Linked DNA regions of Zea mays: all the other regions are linked to region 2. The links are chromatin contacts, called in public Hi-C maps. All regions are on one chromosome and are shown on one strand. Each heading gives the region's core, a stretch centred on a gene start, on an enhancer-like site or on the middle of the called end of the contact. The rest is flanking DNA. Distances are from core to core; before and after follow the strand shown.

The links. A called contact is a pair of places that touch in the nucleus more often than the background predicts.
Region 1: a Hi-C map of ear shows a contact between it and region 2, with 5 times the contacts expected there. The contact joins the promoter of LOC100280358 here to the promoter of LOC100383696 in region 2. A contact is called at or near these places in 2 of 25 Hi-C or Micro-C datasets (ear and tassel).
Region 3: a Hi-C map of ear shows a contact between it and region 2, with 4 times the contacts expected there. The contact joins the promoter of LOC100273239 here to the promoter of LOC100383696 in region 2. A contact is called at or near these places in 5 of 25 Hi-C or Micro-C datasets (ear, leaf, leaf mesophyll and 1 more).

Annotation. Positions count from the first base shown.
Region 1 is chr7:1,469,103-1,472,584 of Zm-B73-REFERENCE-NAM-5.0, forward strand. It overlaps LOC100280358, which reads right to left and starts at 1,923. Exons shown (of 10, transcript NM_001153284.1): 1 at 1,448-1,923.
Region 2 is chr7:2,017,769-2,021,049 of Zm-B73-REFERENCE-NAM-5.0, forward strand. LOC100383696 reads right to left here and starts at 1,836. Exons shown (of 4, transcript NM_001176333.1): 1 at 1,677-1,836; 2 at 1,126-1,199; 3 at 344-413; 4 at 1-265. The coding sequence starts at 234.
Region 3 is chr7:1,400,036-1,403,581 of Zm-B73-REFERENCE-NAM-5.0, forward strand. LOC100273239 reads left to right here and starts at 1,807. Exons shown (of 3, transcript NM_001147681.1): 1 at 1,807-1,958; 2 at 2,269-3,546. The coding sequence starts at 1,926.

The DNA of each region.
Region 1 (3,482 bases), core at 673-3,172, 550 kb before region 2:
CCCTATCTTCATGCTCTTGACCACCTCATCAGTGATCTCCATGCTCACCCTAGGTGGACTTGTCATGGCAGCAACCAGCAAACCCTCCAAAAAGCTTTATGACAATAAGCAGCGACTAGTCAATCAGGTACCAGGGATATGGCCTTGGCAACTGAAGAACCTAATGAAACCATAGATGGATGGATTCGGATCAGTAGCGGCACAGAAATTCATGATAAAGCAGACTGAGAATCCAACCATGAGAAGAACTGGATACGTCCAATCAAAGAAAGGAATTATCACCAATAAAAAAACGAAGAAATCAAGGTCGGGATCGGGATGGATGGATTCAGATTTGTAGATGTAAGCGAATCCGCAACAAAATGAGTGGGAATCCAACTCTAAGAAGAACAAAATCCATCCAAGCAAAGGAAGGAGTGCTCACCAGCAGAAGGACCAGCACCAGCCAATCCAGGCCAGGATGGATGTATCTCTCCTCAACTAGGCCGAAGGAGCAGTGGCGCTGTGGCGGCGTGAGGAGCGGGTGGAAGAGAGAAAGCGAGGGACTAGCGGGCATCTGCTTGGCTACAGCAGCATAGGGTTCTCGAGGGCTATTTGGTTTGGATCCCCGCAAGCCTTCACAAGTTTGGCAACACCAAAGAAATTTTGCTAGCATTTTGATAGCTACCAAAATTGGTGTGTACAATGCTATCAGTAAGCTGTCCACCAGTTCATTTGCGCATGGAAGCCATTTGCCTGCCAAAAATATTGGCTGCGCAAATGGACAGAGTACTGGTGCAGTGGTGCTACCAAATCAGCAGCATTAAATGTTGAACTCGTGGATCATCTGGCTTCAAAGGATCACACATAAACCGTGCACCAGTTTGGGGACCATTGTCACTACTGACTTCCCTGCTATGAAATCTAAAAAAGAAAATGTCCCACTTACTATATACTAGTAAAGAAACATTGGATGATAATTGAGTCCTACATGTCGAAATCACAAACGCAGCAAGCTTTGGCATCATTGGCTCATTGCTGTCCAAACACCATTATTTTCTTCAAGTTTGGCATCACCAAAGTATGACAGGGATGACACGTGTCTCGGTTCATGGCAATAATGATAGGCTTCGAAGGAGAAATTCGGGAGGAACTGGAAAGAGAGAGTGACTGAGTTTGATAATTATTTGGGAGCAGGGGAACCGAAGCAGCATTTAGCATGTTCTGGCTGTTCAATGTTCAAGCTGTACTATGTTCTACCCCCATAGGATTTAACTATATATGCGTCCGTTAAGAATGTGACGTGTTGAAATGCCTTTTTTTTAGCAAATGACAGAAATTTATCATTGCTGAAAATTTAACGTTCCTTGACCCGATGGCGATTTCGCCACTTATTGGGCAGCAACAAGGCTATTTTGTCCATGGTCAAGCATATGAATTGGACTGGAGAAGAAAACAGGCTACTCACGTAGTCTCGGCAGTCTCTTAAGCATCTCGTTCGTGATCTCCATGCTCAACCCTTGGGCCAGGTGCCGGCCGACTGCCGACCCAGTAAACGGCACGGGTGAACACATGTACACCCGATGTTTTTTTGCAAAAAGAAAAAGGGAAAAAAAAAGAGAGCAAAGTTAGTGGACACAATACTACATACACCACATTTGTAGTTTGGAACAAATCCGAATAAAACAAACAGTTAGGGTTTGGTGCTAGGCTTCGTAGAGCAGGAAGGGAAGAGATGGGGCGGTCGTACATGGTGGTGGTGGTGTGTTAGTCGACGGCGAAGGGCCCCGCGAAGCACATGGAGGCTGGAGCGTAGGGCGGCGCGGCGGTCGTCGAGCCGTCGCCGAGGGAGAGAGAACGCGGGGCGGGGTGAACGGCGCCACGGCGGTGGAGGCGGGCTGTCCGCCGTTGTTTTTCCTGAGCCGTGCTTTTCATGGCCCTTCCTTTTCTCCACGCAATTGTTTTTCTAGTTTGGTGCATTTTATACATATTCCTCCGTGTTCCAAATCCCAGTAGTTTAGGAATTGTAGGATCTAAAATCATCTTTTTATCCAAAATTAAATAAGAAGAAGATTCCAGTCTCTTCAATCTCTTTCAAATTTGTGGCTCCTAATTCCTAAACTAGCACTAAGGCTGTCTTCTTTGCCGGACCGAACTTTTTACAATTTAGCCTCTTTTTAGAAAAAAAATTCACATTTAAACCCTTGGTCAAACCGACGGCTAGCACGGCTTGATTGAGGCTAGCACAAGCTGACACACCTACGAGCCGTCACACCAAGCCATCATATTTAAACATGGAAACAATTTTTAATACTCCCTCCGTTTCTTTTTATTAGTCGCTTGCACTATCCAGTGACTAATAAAAAGAAACGGAGAGAGTATAAGACATGGATGCTGCAGCAAGGCAAAGCGTGCCGACTCATCAAATCACGGGTGACACATGGGTGCTGCACCAAGGCAAGGCAGCAAGCAAAAAGATACACCTGCACGTCATCTAGTCTACGCACACTGCCACTCGTATTTTTGTGGATGTCAATCAAACTAGAACAAGCGGCGCCCCCCCCCCCCCACACTGAAAAATATAAATACATAATTGTACACGCTATAATCAAATTAAATAGAGGAGGTACTAAATCTCAAATCAAATTTGTTTAGTTCAGAGAGAAAGAAAACAGATATTCAACATAACATAGAACATAGATAGCTCGAAAATAATTCACATTAAAGTTGTAGCACCGCACTTAAACGTGCACCATAGCATGACGTTGAGGCTTGTTTCAGCTGGAAACTGGTCCAAAATAAAATTATATGATCCAAGTTTACGTCTAGTCGATATAGTGGGGAACAGGCACCCAAACCAGAGGTATTTACAAGGTACCTAGAGCCAACTCTTGGCCGACATAATCCAGACAGCTAGGCACAAACATTACGCAACTACAAGTGCAGAGCCATTTCATCTACTAAAGCCAGCTGAACAATCCATCCACAAAAGCGATAAATAGAGGTGACCAAGATGTACATCCATAAAAGGCAAGACATCATTTGTGACGTGTTCAGACTGCAGATTTGTCAAGGCTGGAAACAAATATAAGAATGTGAGTATAAAGTTCCATAATATTATGCGCTGGGTCTTTGAAGTTAATGTTATACCAAAGAAAGATATTAAGCACATGTATACAACCTCGAGGCTAAACAAACAGGGTCTTGATCGCAAACCAATAGCTTTAGGCAGTTTACTGAGGCAAGAAAGATATGATTATGCAGCTGCCTATAGAGGAAGCTGTTCACTAGCTAAGTACTTTTGGCTCTGCCCAGAGCTATATCCAGCAAAGAGCTATATTCAGCAAAGAGCTATATGCAACTGCTATAGCGTGATCGAGATTTAGTACCTAGAATGAACGTGTGCAAAGCAACAAACCTTTTTAGTCGTGATTGATCCGCGACATCTAAGATATTGCAACATGTGTAAATTTCTAGGGCAACAAAAAATGTTTTGGCAAGAG
Region 2 (3,281 bases), core at 586-3,085:
ATCATTGCTTCCAGTCCCCTTGTTGGATTCTGCAGGCGCAACACTATTTTCTTTCACAGCCGTGCTAGCCGAGGAATCGGCATCAGATTTATTATCAACTGCTCCAGCGGCTGGTTTTGGTGGTTGCGAGCCATCGTAATCTACCAGGACAACCTCAACCTGGAACCTAGGTGATGGCAATTTTCTCTGGACAAAATTATAATGTAATTTAGTCTCAAGTCCCCAAAAGAACATGTAAACAAATCAGTTGTTCGAACTGCTGCAGCTGCAATCCATAAAGACAAAACACTGTAGAAGTAGTAGAAGCCGATACGGGTTAAATCCAAATGAAAGAAGCCTTCACCTTGTCAAAATCATCAAGATCAGTTGGATTCAAAGTCATCCTGTTCTCCATCATTGTTGTATTTAGCCAGCTGAAAAGGACAGGGGAAGAAATGAAAGTAAATATCAGGATAATTTTCTTTTCCCTCAAATGATTAAATTTAGCTGCAATCCTTTCGGAGCAAAGATTGTACACCTTATACTTTCCCTGTAACACAATGATTAAATTAGAAGACTAAAATGCATGACTAGTTCAAAGTTCCTTACATTTCTTATTGTGTTACACAAAAGCCCTCAAATGCATGGTCTCTTTATAATTAAGAATATAGACTTCTCACTTACCTAGCCGCCTAAAATACTGGAAACTAACTAGACAAACAATGCACTTAAGCACATTAACTTCCTTTTTGTAAAAAGGAAAAGGCAATACACGTACCAGGAGGGGAAAGGAATTTTGGAAATACATGGGGACAAAATAAGGCATGCTTTAGACAAGATGAAATGCATAACCATATAATCTAGGGCAATGTGGCGAGGGGGAGGGAGTGTTAAGTAAGCATTAACCCAAATAGTCTTATACTGCTCCTCATTTCATGAAAAAACATGCATATTCTATGAATTTTAAAATTGTTAATATGTATATTATTCATGAGAAAGATGATCATGAACCAAAAAAAGATCTGGGCGCATTCATATTTATATTTCAAAGTAAAAATGAAGAAACTAATGACAAAAAGACGGGCCCAGTGCTGACGGTTTCCACATGAGTGGGGTCTGAGGAGGAATAATCGATGCAAGCCTTACCCTGCATTTTGCCGAGAGGCTGCATCGAACCTAGGACCTTTGCTCAGTGGGAAGGCTTCTCGCCACTTCGCGGCCTGCCCTTCAATGAAGAAGAAAATAGTGATTAAGAGGGGAACTTCAAACCGTATTCTCCGGTAGAATTCGGTAGTCAACTAAAACAGATTATTCATTTATACGTTACATCCCTACTACTAACACCAAAAATATCTTTCTAAAGTTATCCATGTCTCATTCTCAGAGGATGAGTTACGAAGAGGCTTGCTCTATTGAACCTAGTCCTTGATTGCCAAAGCTGGCCCGTGCTACATTAATAACATGAAGACAATGCAGTAAGTTCAAGGTATGGTGGTGTAGAAAATGGACAAGAATAACAATACCAACAATATGAATTGTGTCACCCAGGAAGCATTTATGTTAATTTTGAAGCAGTTTAATAACCGAAGAGTCCAAACCCCAAACAGTGAGAGAGGACGGAAGACAACATTCACAACGACCCCTTGACCATGGGCCTTCGTGGGCGTTGTTTGCCTAAGAAGGCGACGACTTCCTACCTGGGGGCGGAGGCGAGAGCGGCGGCGAAGTGATCGAATTCCGGAGGCGAACTGCGTCTCGGAGGAGCGCCGGCGCAGGAGGTGGTGGGCTGGTGACAGAGGGCGGCGTGGGAGAGACGGCGCCGACGAGAACTAGCAAGGAACAAACACGACAGAGGGCGGCTACGAGGTCCGGTGGGCCGAGGCGAGGCGAGGCGCAGTTGGCAACGCACCACGCGATCTACTACCAACTGCTTGCCATACAACCAAACATGGGCCCCCGGACGAGGATTAGCAGCCCAACCGAAATGAAAGCAAAGTCTCTATGCTCCGATTGTACTTTCGGTTGTAAAAGGAGGAAGCCTGTGCCGGTGACATGATGTCATCAAAAATGAAAGCAATATATAGTACATTAGCAAATATATATATATATATGACGTTATTAACTTAGAACTAGTAAAGTAAAAAAACAATGCACTTAAGAAATACTGAATTAGGTTTAACTTTCAAAGCTTAAATGTGAAGCTGCAATTGTAAAATCAAGAGTAAGATGACATTATCATGTCACCGGCACGGCACAGGCTTCCTGCTCCGATTGTACTTTTCTGCTCCGTGTAACCAGACATTATCAAGCCAATAATACATCTCTATGCTTAGATGATCCATACATAACTTAATCACCAGGACCAAGGTGTTCATTGCTACAAACCAGATGTTCACCTCGAAGGGCCGCAACAACGTCAATGGAGGGTGCTGTCTAGTAGCATGGGATAAGGTCGAGAGGACCACTTGATCTTTGGTAGATTTGGAATTCTCAACCTAGAATTTATGGGTTTGGGCGTTGCAGATTTGATGGTTGTGGTTCCAAAAGGTACAAAGACACGCTGCGTATTCGAGGAAAAAAAGAGTGTGTGGTAATTCATATCCTCTTTGCTTGCTGGATAAAAAGAACTATATAGGCTTTGCTGATATAAAAATGGGTGATATCTTCCATTAGTCTAAAAACAAGCAGGCCCTGTTATATCCAACATCTACTGACCAACGGAGATAAAGGCAGCAAGTAATTTCACAAACTATGCCTTGTCAAACTATAGGCTGAGATTCACAAAACATCTATCTATAATACAGCACAACTACACTAAAATTTCAGTAATCAAATAATACATGTAGACAAAATCAACGCGGTACCTGTTTGGGATGTGCCGTCAGAGAGCATCGCGGACAGGGGGCGTGCGCGCCGAGGCGGGGGACATGTGGTGTGGACATCCTACTTACGTTCTTAATAGTAGTATATATAATATAGATAACAAGTCATGCCAGCAGCAAAATCTTGCCTGATCACAGCTTACTCTTTTATTTTACCAGGGGATAGCAAACTCCTTCCTTCCCAGAACTACAGAATTCACATCATTCTCATGCTTGGGATGATGAGCGAACGAACGGTTGGAGCACACGGAATATGGTTTGTTTTGGATTATAATCTATTTAGATTATATAATCCAACAAATTATGAAGTAACTTAGTTCATAATTTGTTGGATTATATAATCTGGACATATTATAATCCCAAACAAACACGCAGTTAGTAGCTGTATCATCGAACAAGTATGGCAATTTCTATGAACTT
Region 3 (3,546 bases), core at 557-3,056, 620 kb before region 2:
GCAGTGAAGAGACTCTCCGGTGACTGCGGGCAGATGGAGAGGGAGTTCCGTGCCGAGGTGGAAGCACTGTCACAGGCTCAACACAAAAACCTTGTGACCCTCAAGGGCTATTGCCGCTACGGAGACGACAGGCTGCTGATCTACTCTTACATGGAGAACGGCAGCCTGGACTACTGGCTGCACGAGAGGTCAGATGGTGGCTATGTGCTGACATGGGAGTCGAGGCTCAGGATCGCCCAGGGCTCAGCCAGGGGGCTAGCTTACTTGCACAAGGTCTGCGAGCCCAACATCATCCATCGGGACGTGAAGTCCAGCAACATTCTTCTGAACGAAAACTTCGAGGCGTGTCTGGCTGATTTCGGGCTTGCAAGGCTAATACAGCCGTATGACACTCATGTGACCACGGATCTAGTTGGCACCTTGGGCTACATTCCACCAGAGTACAGCCAAGCTGTGATCGCCACTCCCAAAGGGGACGTCTTCAGCTTTGGCGTAGTCTTGCTCGAACTGCTCACGGGTAGGCGCCCCGTGGATGTGTCCAGGTCCAAAGGGTCCAGGGACTTGATCTCCTGGGTTCTTCAGATGAAGTCTGAGAGGAAGGAAGAGCAGATTTTCGACAGCCTGATATGGAGCAAGGCGCATGAGAAGCAGCTGCTGTCTGTCCTCGAGACGGCGTGCAAGTGCATCAGCGCTGATCCTCGGCAGCGCCCGTCGATTGAGCAAGTTGTGAGCTGTCTTGACAACAGTGTGTGAGCAGCGCCATGACACCATGCTGATTGCCAGTTTCTTCCTTTTTTTTCTTAATCAGACAAATGCTAGCCTAGGAGGTATTGACATGAGAGAAGAACAGAGTAGAGAAAAAGGCAATCTGAGCAAATTCAGACAATGCAGGTGCAGGCTAGGCATGGTGCCGTGCTAGGATTATATTAGCTTACCAGAAAATAACTTGGGTCTTGTTTTCCTTCTCAGTAACTCAGTGCTGTGTAGAAATATATAAACAAAATTCCCCATATCAATCCCTGTTTTATGAGCTGCTGTGCCTCAGATGGTTTATCCTGTGAATACAATGCTGAATTTCATCATCTCAGGGTAGTGATGTTTTCGCCATGAATTTTTCCAGTTGTGTGATAATTTCGTACACTGATCGTTTTCCTGATTTGTCGTTGTTCCCGATTAGCTAGGAATCCAGATACTATTGTCATGCCACTGGATCTGGAACTGATGTTGAACTTTTTGGCTAACAGGCTTGAGTGTGCAGGAGGTCTAAAACTAAGGTCTATGGTCTTCACTTCACATATTTATCAACATCACTAGATAGTCTAGAGTAATTGTAACTTCTATGAGAGATCTACGCTTCTGTCAGTTACAAAAGGAGACAAAAGTGTGGTATGGCAAAGGGAATACATAGCAATATCACACGCAGGGAATATAGAAAGCTGACGATTCGTTTCATCAAAAGACAGAAAGAAAAAGCTTGGAATTCGTTTCCGAAAGAAAAAGGTTGGGAACTTGCTCGAAAACATAGGAGTACCAAAACTTAGGAGCAATTTGGTTGTCGTTGTTAATGAAGCTAAAACATAGGAGCATCAGTATAGCAACAGCCAACAGAGAGTGGAGAGAGAGGACATAATTCTATGAGAACCTCTTGTTTGTCTGTCCAAATCCAAAAGAGAGGTGTCCCCACGTAGCCTGATGACATTATCCACCAGGAAAAGGAGAAGAGCCCGTGGCCGTGGCCTGGCCCCAGCTCCCAGCCCCAGCCAACAAAAGAGAAGCCCGGCCCGAACTCTCCTTCCATCGGCCGTCGACCGATCCGTCTCCACTCCAGGTTCACTTCGCCTCTCCCTCGCCCTCTCTCTCTCCTTGCTTCTACCCCTCTCCCCTCCAGGCTCCAGGTGCCCTACCGCCGGACCGGCGCCCGCCTCATGAAGGCCAAGGCATCCGCCGCCGCCGCCGAGGTAACCATCGCGGCCCGCATATTCATCTTTCTCCTTTTTATTTTACACTCCGGTCGGTTCATGAAAACATAGCTAGGGTACCTACCTCCGGTTCTTGAGAACAAAATTGCCGCTTTGTGTACTCGTACTCCAGATTCACAATTATTCTCCACATCGTTTAGGGCCATGTGTTTTCCACCTCGTTGGTAACAATTAGAGAAACTCGGAATCCGGAAGCCACGCCAAAAACGAAATTAACTGTCAGATTGAGGCGCCGATTCTCCAACCGCGTGTATTTGCCTCATTAGATTTTTTTTTTGTTTGCTACTAGGATGACGCCGAACCCAAGAAGATCCGGTCCTCACGCAGTAAGCACCGCCGACGCCGTCACAGCCGCTCCTCCTCTAGGTCCGAATCTCCGCCCCGCAAGCGCTCCAAGAAGAACAGCAAGAGGATTCCTGACAAGAAGAGCAAGAGGAGCAAGGGCAGCCGCGGCGGCAGCCTTAGACGTCGGCACCATAGTCTTAGCCATAGCCGTAGCCTTAGTAGCAGCCCTTCCTCAGTAGCCCGACGCAGCAGCTCCTCATGTAGCAGCAGCAGCGCCTCTGAGAGGTCGGTGAGCCCGCCACCCAGGAGCAGGTCCAGAGATGTAAGGAGGAAAAAGGGCAGAGGGAGGGGCAGGGAGAGGGATCGTAAGGGGAGAAAGTTGCGGAGATCGGCAAGTTCATCTAGCATCTCAGCAAGCAGTGGCAGTAGCAGGAGCAAGAGCAGGAAGCGGATGACTGTTGGTGGCACTAAGGATCGCGCTACAACTACAAGGGATAAGATGGAAAAGGGCTACACTGATCGCCGTTCTTGTCGGTCTGTCATGAACGTGGACGAGCACGTTGATGGGGATGAAGACAGGCTCGCCATTGCCAAGGTGGTGGACAATGATATTGACAGGCACAAGAAGAATTTGGAATCGGAGAGCTCACCTTCCAAGAATGCCAATACAACAGAAGAGAAAGTACCTGCAAGTGGTGGAAATTCAGATGCCCAGGATCTGGAGCTGATTCTTAGGCAGAAAGCTCTTGAAAACTTCAGAAAGTTCAGGGCAGCAGCGACCATGGGAGGCAAAACAGACAGTGGAGCTGCAGGGAAGGAAGCATCAATAGACGATAGCGTACACAATGCTGGCATGGAGGTTGCTGATGCCACACATTCTCAGAGTCAGGAAACCAGTCTTGGAGCGAGGTATTCTGCTGGATCACCTAGATCACAGAATTTTGGGAATGGTGCGAATCGTTCTTGGAAGCAGGACAACGGTGCTGGCATGAGTTGTGGTGGATCACCCGGATTACTTGAGCCTGCTGAGACTGGTGGCCCGACTCAACTGAAGGGAAGAGCAGAAGAATCAACTCGTTTGGCTTCTCAGTTTTTGTCACCACGGGATGCCAGGAATGGCCGCAGTGTAATGCAAAGGCTGGCGCCCCCTCCAGGTAGTTCTGCTAGTGTAAACCAAATGTTAGGAAGCAGTGCAGGGCTGAATCATGTCGATGGAGCTCCAAGGGTTAGATCAGTTGTGAGCATACCCGCTAGGGAAAGGCTTGATGGTAGCACACATACT